Linked DNA regions of Zea mays: all the other regions are linked to region 2. A link is a contact called in public Hi-C and HiChIP or PLAC-seq data. All regions are on one chromosome and are shown on one strand. The core of a region is the stretch at or near the end of the contact, and the rest is flanking DNA. Distances in the headings are between cores, read along the strand shown. Region 1 holds the start of LOC100382392 (cold shock protein-1). Region 2 holds the start of LOC100277063. Region 3 holds the start of LOC100283949.

The links. Hi-C and Micro-C count contacts between places; a contact is called where the count stands out from the background. HiChIP or PLAC-seq counts read pairs in DNA pulled down with a chosen protein or histone mark.
Region 1: an H3K4me3 HiChIP or PLAC-seq map of leaf shows a contact between it and region 2, with 5 times the contacts expected there. The contact joins the promoter of LOC100382392 here to the promoter of LOC100277063 in region 2. A contact is called at or near these places in 1 of 25 Hi-C or Micro-C datasets (ear) and 1 of 3 datasets of contacts at active chromatin or transcription factors (leaf).
Region 3: a contact with region 2 is called in a Hi-C map of leaf, with 7 times the contacts expected there. The contact joins the promoter of LOC100283949 here to the promoter of LOC100277063 in region 2. A contact is called at or near these places in 3 of 25 Hi-C or Micro-C datasets (bundle sheath, ear and leaf).

What each region holds. Positions count from the first base shown.
Region 1 is chr1:183,815,633-183,818,332 of Zm-B73-REFERENCE-NAM-5.0, reverse strand. LOC100382392 (cold shock protein-1) reads left to right here and starts at 1,449. Exons shown (of 1, transcript NM_001175137.1): 1 at 1,449-2,396. The coding sequence starts at 1,785. The coding sequence ends at 2,255.
Region 2 is chr1:183,957,606-183,960,305 of Zm-B73-REFERENCE-NAM-5.0, reverse strand. LOC100277063 reads left to right here and starts at 1,397. Exons shown (of 1, transcript NM_001150730.3): 1 at 1,397-2,262. The coding sequence starts at 1,538. The coding sequence ends at 2,035.
Region 3 is chr1:183,729,639-183,732,338 of Zm-B73-REFERENCE-NAM-5.0, reverse strand. LOC100283949 reads left to right here and starts at 1,307. Exons shown (of 4, transcript NM_001156847.2): 1 at 1,307-1,567; 2 at 1,775-1,867; 3 at 1,960-2,163; 4 at 2,690-2,700. The coding sequence starts at 1,390.

The sequences.
Region 1 (2,700 bases), core at 200-2,699, 140 kb after region 2:
TCCGGGAAGTAGTCCACACTTAGGGCTGATTTGGTGATTAGGGATCCCGAGGGGATCCACCGGGGAGGAATCCCCTTCCAATTCAATTTTGAATAGCAAGTGGTTTTCTTCCCCTAGGGATCCCCGATCACCAAATCAGTCCTTAGTTTGTTTGTTAATTATGGAGAAATGGACGCAACACGCCCAGCAGCTAGTTAGCTGCTAGCTAGCTCGGGTTACATTACAGACTGATGACCGCGGATTGAGCACGAACCTACTTAACAACAACACACTGCACGCGTATACTCTAATTAAGACAAGATATATGTTTAACTTGACGAGCGAGGACGACGATGCATGCATGCACGATTAGGTGTCTGTAGTGGGCGTGCAGCAGCCGAGCCCACGGCGCGGCTTGCCGGCGGCGGACCCGCTCCTCCTCCATCCACTTCCCGCGGCGGCGGCGCTGCTGCTGTCGTCGTGGGGCGGCGGCGGCGGCACAAGGGGCACGGCGTCCGGCTCCGGTTCCTTGAACGATTTGGTGCGGATCTCGACGCACGAGCAGCGGTCCAGGGACGCAAAGAAGGCGCTCTGGATGCCCCCGCCGAGGGCCTCGGCGGGGCGGCACAGCGGCCTGCCGCAGCCGCCTGCGCCTGGGGCCGGCAGACGCCTCCTCGCGGCGCCGCGGCGGAAAGCGAAGGGGACGCACCGCGGCGAGGAGGTGGCGGAGGAGGAGGAGGAGGAGGAGGAGGAGGCGGCGGCGGCGAGTGTTGACATGGTCTGGTAGTCTGGTTTGCAGCAGCTTGCTGGCTATACTACTAACTATAGTGAGGTGTGGAGTGATCTGATGGCTCCTGCGAGTGAGTGATTCGCTACGACACCGCGCCATTGCCTATAAAAAGATGAAAAAGAAACGAATCATTTTTTTTCTTCTTTTTTGGCGGCAAGTTTAATTTAATTATTAGCGAGTGGAGTGATGACCATAGTAGTGCCGCGGGCTCCTCAACGTCGGCCCACCTGCACTGCACGGCTGCACCCAACTGCGGCTTCCGTGGCTCCTGCGCGCACGAGTGTCCGCGTCCATGCATGTGCTCATGAACAGAACAGGGTGGGCAGGGCATCATCGAGGAATGAATAGAAGGGCCACATGCTTCATTCTGTAGTCTGTAAAGCAGTGGCCACCGTGCTGCTGCACAACAAAGCAAGCATCGATCCACGGAAGTCGTCCACGCAAACGTGTAAAATGGCCGGCCGGCCGGCGACAGGACAGCTTCCAAACCCCTTTTGTGTTTCCAGCTCTGGGTCAGGTAATGGTCACGCTCACACGTCGCCTACAGACTACAGTACGCATAATAGAAATATGGAATTTTGTTCGTGTTTTTCTTTTTCCTTTGTTTGTTTCCTGTTCCTGTATATATATAGTGGAATGGTGGACTTTTGTACGTGTAGATAGCTAGACAGTATGTAGTGTGGAATGGTGGAGCTAGCGAGCATGGCATGGAACATGATCCTGTTACTGTATATGCATGTACTCGTAGTAGTAGGTAGCTGTAACCAATGCATGATCAGCACAACCAGTCTGGATGATGTTGCTGGTCAGCTCAGCTGGAGCTGGTGACAACCTCCAGCAGTCCAGCCCCGGGCCGGGCCCGGTGCATGTAAATATATGCGGTGCCGGAGAGACTACTGATTACTGACACTCTCTTGCTGCTTGGCGTCGCCATCGCACAGTGACACGGCCATCGGCACTCAACTCACTCCACAGGCTTCGTTTCATCATCATCATCATCACCGTCGTCATAGCCATGGCCGCGCGTCACCACGCCCCGCACCTCCTCGCGATGCTCATGCTCTCGGCGGCCGGCTTCTTCTCCGTGGCCTCCGCCGCGCGCGACCTCGACGCAGCCAACCCGCTCGCGGTCGCGGTCGCGGCGCCCGCCGCTGGCCGAAACAACGACAACAACAACCCTCCCGAGCCTAACTACTACTCCTACCATGGCGGCTACGGCGCCGTCCCGGCGGGCTACGGACCTGCAGGCGTCTCTGGCGCCGGCGGGTGGGGCGCGGGCTCCGGCGGCGGTGGCGGGTACGCACACGGCGGCGTGGAAGCGCCGACGGTGATGTGCCAGGACAAGGGGCCCTGCTACGGCAAGAAGGTGGCGTGCCCCAAGCGCTGCTTCTGGTCCTACAGCCGCTCCGGCAGCGGATACGGAGCCGGAGGCGGCGGCGGGTCCTGCACCGTCGACTGCAAGGACAAGTGCACCGCCACCTGCTGATGGATCGACGGGTAGAGCTAACTAGCTATCTGCTCATGGCTCTCCACTCGATCGATGACGATATATACTACTACATACAGTGTGTGTGCGCTTGTACTATATATATATATATATATATATATATATACAGTATACAATAGTAATCGGCCCCTTGCTCTTGCAGTACCAGCTGGTTAATTTCAGAGGAACTATGAATTACGATGAACTGCTGCTGCTGCTGGTTCATTAATTAATGAATAAGGCGTTGGATCACGCCACGCATGATCGATGTCGGCCATGCATGCAGTGTGCTTCATCAGCTATTACATATAACGAATTTTGCACGCAATCTGATGGAGATGGAATCATTGCATTTCCAGCTGAAGCTCCTGTAATGTAAGCCACCTGGAGCCGGAAAAGGCTCGCTCACACAGTTACTCACGCAGTCACGCTGCGTACACCATTG
Region 2 (2,700 bases), core at 148-2,647:
TCAACCATTATTCCAGCAGTTGCTGTCGATGGGCACACCAGATAGTCCGGTCGTGCACCGGACATGGCACTGTTTACTGTCCGGTGCGTGCCATGTCAGCCGACCGTTGGGGTTTGGAGCTGTTGACCGTTGAAGTCATTTGTCCTCTTGCGGCACCGGATAGTCCCGTGGCACACCGGACAGTCCGGTGTGTTCTGACTTTGCAGTTCTGACTTCTGCCTTCTACACTGTTCACTGTTCACCGCAGTCGACCGTTGGACGCAGTTGACCGTTGCTCTGTTGGCTCACCGGACAGTCTGGTGCACACCAGACTATTCGGTGTTATAACGAAGTGACTCTGAGAAAAAAAACCCGAGAGCGGCCAGTTCGCGAAGTGCCTCGGCCTGGGCACTGGACAATGTCTGGTGTGCCATTGGCTGTACCTATACTTGTTTTTGCTCCAAACTTTGTAGAGTTCTTAACTCATTTTCTTTGTTAGTTTATGTTGAACTTTATGCACCTGAGATAAATGACAACTAGGCAAACTAGTTAGTCCACATGGTCTGTGATAGACATCAAACACTAAAATCGATTATATGAAATGTTTAAGCCCATTTCCCTTTCCCTTTATATCTAAAGTAATTGTGCTAGCAAGACGGTATGCAGCATAAAAACAATATAAAAAATATTAACATTTCAAGCTTTATAATTTAAAAAACAAACAAAACCAATGGGTAGTTGACACCTCACCTCCATGATTAAGGAAGCAGCTATCCAAATTGGAGTGGATGTATTTCATGATTAGTAGCGGATGACCAAATGAATATATATATTTTCGTGCCTGTAAATGGGCTATTTCGTGCCTCCATAAACGTGTCGTTCTCTTGTGCCCGTTCACGGCTGTAACCTCGGCCCAGACATAGGCCGATGCATAATTTTGGGTCATGCCGTGCTTCGGACCAGCCCACTACGTTCGGTTCGGTCCAAATGTACGTACCTCTGCATACAATATCGAAAAAGCATGTGTATTTGCGAAATGAGAAATTTCTTTTTTTTTTCTTTCACCCTCTAACTCACTAGATTTTGTTGAGGTTTCAAAAAAAAAATCGCCAAAATTTTGAACCCTGGATATGGCCACCAACCTTCCATACAAGTCCAAGAGACGACTAATGTAGAGGAGAGTAGGAGCCAGAATGCAGAGGCGAGCTAATTGGCTCCTAACCCGTAACTGCTCGAGCACAAACACCACCATTACCATTTGGTCACACGTTTGTCGTGCAGGAGAGAAGAGAAGGCAAGGGAAGGGAAGGCATCCATTCGACGCTTGCTTTGCATGACCACCATCACCACCACCACCATCGCCATCACTTGTTGCACTAGCCCTAAATGCCAGTGCTCTGCCGATAACCTCCTCTCCCTTGAGCGCCAACCACCGTTTTTCCCCCCTTCCTCCACCTCCGTCTGGGTCTCCTCACACCAAGAAACACACACGCGGCAGAGAGACAATCCATTCCAATATACAAACAGGACGGCAGGACACAGCCTTCGCGTGCCAACGATGGGGCAGCAGGAGGAAGTAGCGGCCGTGCAGAAGCCGCCGGCCGCCGCCGTGGTCTTCACGTGGGAGCCTGTCGTCACCGTCACCGCCAAAAGGCCGGAAGGCGGCGTCGGGGACACCACCGCCGTCATCACGCCGGCGGGGAGCCCGACGACGAAGGCGGCGCGGCGGCTCGCGGTGCCGCCGCCGCCGGGCCGGGCCGCGGCGAGGAGCCTGTCGTCGAGGGCCGGCGGCCGCGCCGTGCGGCCGGAGGACGACCCGTTCCTGGCCGCGTACCTGGCGTGCACCAAGAGCGGCAGCAGAGGAGGAGGAGGGGGCGGGGACGCCGGTGGCACCGGCACCGGCACCGGCACCGGCGCGCCGAGGCAGAGGCAGGGCTGGAGCCGGTTCGCGTGGGCGCGCCTCGGCCTTTCCTGCAAGAGCTCCGCCGGCGCCGTCGAGCGGAGCATGGTGAAGCTGGCCAAACGGCCGGAGGCGGTGGACCCTAGAGATGCTTGAAATCCACTCACTGCCCGCGGCCTGTTGGCCTGCTCGTCTTCTCTGCTTCGATCTTCTAGTGCGTCTTGTCATGTTCAGTTCTAGCTGCTGGTCTTCCTCCTCCTCTTCTTTTTTTCTCTTCTTCTTTCGGTGTCAAGCTTGAATTAGCGAGGGCTAGCTATGCGTGGTGATGGAATTTGAGAATCACTCTGTGAATGAATGAAAAAAAGGAGACATATTTTAGCGCAGGATTATTATGCGAGTCGTAGCAATGTCTGTTATGTGAAAAAAATAAAATGTCCTCCTCCCCTCTTTTTTTCTTTTCTTTTTACTTGTCATAGGTAGGGGGAGATGATGGGTTGCCTGACATGACAGCGAACGCATCCGTGTGTCCTGTCTCTGACTGAATGCCAACCCCAGCCTGATAAACCATGACTACTGACTTTAAACCGTACGTTGATACAAGAAGCCAATGCACGATCGTAGCTAGGATCGAAATGGAACTGGCAAAATCAACATTCCTGGTATTCGAGCAGGAGAATGGCAAGCACAGTCCATCTCTAACTGAACCGATGCCCCCCCCCCCCCCCCCCCCCCCCCCCGTACGAGGAACGAGCTGCACACGTCAGTCGGTCAGTCAGAGGGTGAGCCTGGTGAGGGAAAGGCTAGCTAGGCAGAGCCCTGTG
Region 3 (2,700 bases), core at 58-2,557, 230 kb after region 2:
CATCCACGTTTCTTCTTCTGCGTTCAAAAATAAACTAGCCGTACGACAAATATTCGAGTTAAAAAAATCCTAGACAACACCAAACAGCACAACCAATTTCAAAGCAGCAACACTAATCAGAATTGCTGCCACCGCTAATCAGTATAGACGATACGATCCTGAATAATCGATGTTACAACCTTAATCAACACTAGTAGTGAATAGTTTTTTTTTCCCCTTTAGTCTCAGTTAGAGTTGGACTCACGACAAATAAAAAAACATTAATCTTGATTGGAGCCACCAAACGAGATAATGATACCGCTTAAACAAAAGCCAAAACACACCTACATTTCATATATCAAAATTTATATATACAACCCGTCAAAATTCACATCCCTAAATGATATCATAGGATTTAATATATTAAATTATATATATGTATATATTTTATTAGAATTCATATTCACAATAATCTATAAAAAAAATCTAACGACTAGTATTAGTTTCCAGGAACTGTAGTGCCCGATTAGCCGGCGTTCATCAAGTTTTATAAATCGGTCGGGAACCGTGGGGTTTAGGCCGATTTCTCGTTCCTGGTCTTTAAAATTTTGCTTTAAGATTCTAAACATTAAAAAAAACAGAGGAAAAATTATGATGAAAACTACATGTGTTTTGAGCAACATGGTATATCTTATACTTATTTTTATTTAAAAAATCATATTTTTTTTGTAACAAACAATAAATTTTCCCAAAGAAAATTGGAATTCAGGATTTTTTTAAAAGTAAAAACCTGTACACCGATTTTTTGAGAAATACCGAAAACCAGACAGAAACACGGTTTTTCGTCGGGATTCATGAAAATTTTTTTTGTTTTGAATTTGCAAACAGATCTAAAATTCAAAAATCGTCGAAAACCGTCCGAAAGAAGTGATTATGGGTATGTTTATTTCATTATTTTCTGGCGAGGTTTGCTAAGAATTTGGTTGGGGAAGAATATCACGTGATTATGTACATAGAAAGATGAAGGATGTCTATAGAGGTTAAGATCTAGACTCCTACTATCGTGACAACTCTGTGATTATATGTTTAGGTTGAATTTTGACGATTTTCATTAAAATAATTCTTATGATGAATTTAGACGATTTTTTATTAAAATGATTCTTATAAAAACGATCTGAAAACTAACGTTTGGTGGTTGTCAGCAACTTGAAGCGACACAAGGGGGGGGGGGGGGGGAGACAAGAAGCCTGAAATAAGTTGAAACAACCAGCAAAAGCAAAAGTGGGGGAGAAAATGACAGAAAGGCCGGAGCGACACAAAGAAAGAGGCCCAATACCATACAGTCCACAAGTCGCGCGCGGGCCGCGGGGTAGAACGCAAGCGGAGGCGTCCCTGGCAACAAAGGCAGCAATGGCGACGGGGTGGCTCGCAGGGTCTCTCCCCCTCCGCTCCGCATCCACAGCCCCGTCGGCGGCCAGGGCACAGCCTCTCCCCTCCGCCGCCGCGCCACGCCGCATCCCAGCGCGACTTTCGGTTGCCACGGGCGGGGGCGAGCAGCAGCTCGTCACCGCGCAGGAACCGGCGCACGGTGAGTCGTGACTGCCTCTTGCTGCTGCCTGGCTGCTATATAAAATGTCAAATCCAATCCGACCCACTGTAGTTAGCTTCGCACTATGTCCACGAACTATCCTACCACTGGATCCAGAACCGGACATTAGGTTTCCCGTGGCTGCTCATCTTTAATTTCCCAGTACGAGTTGTTAACAGATTTGCCGTCTGCTCTTTGGTGGGGCAGCAGAACCTGATTATGGAGTTGTAAGCATTCACCATGTCGGGATCCTGTGCGAGAATCTTGAGAGGTCACTGGCGTTCTACAAGGACCTACTGGGTGAGCTGGCTATTCACCTCGTGTTTCTGCTCTTCTCTGCGGCGTGTTCGCCTGGAAAGCAAATGAGCTGACGGAATCAATTGCTCAACCAGGTCTGAGGGTGAATCCAGCTCGGCCAAACGACAAGCTCCCGTACAGGGGCGCTTGGCTCTGGGTGGGTTCTGAGATGATCCACCTGATGGAGCTGCCGAATCCTGATCCGTTGACCGGACGCCCCGAGCACGGCGGACGTGATCGGCATACCTGTATAGCGATTAGAGATGTTCTGAAGCTGAAAGAAGTTTTTGATGAAGCTGGTACGCCCGGATCTTCACTTCCTCCTTTGTTTTGCCCTAATTATATGCTGCTATGTGACATGATCTTTGTTGTGTTGATCATCTCGCTCAATCCTAGAAAAGCTATTTGTAACGTCAGTGAAGTCATAAACTCTTTCAACTTAGAGTGTTTTTGTTTTTCTACTAGATTATATAAGTTGGATTATGGTGAAATAGGAGGGTAAAATATCAATTTGTGACTACGAATAAGCTGAAAGAAGCGAGCATTGTGTAATTTATTTTAGCTTATTTGTAATTTCAAAGTGATATTTTATCTTTTTACTCTTCCACCATAATCCAATTTATATAATATACGATAAAAATAAATAAGGCCTCCCTTAATAAGCCTTTACCATGACATGATTCGGTATTGTGGTCTGTTTTTCATCAGGCCAGATTATCATTGAAGAGTAAAGACTGACTGTAAACCAGCATAACTTTCTTTTACCAACCGTATGAAGATATGGTTTGCTCTATCTCGATACTAATGAAATAGTGGTAAATGCAGGAATCAGCTAC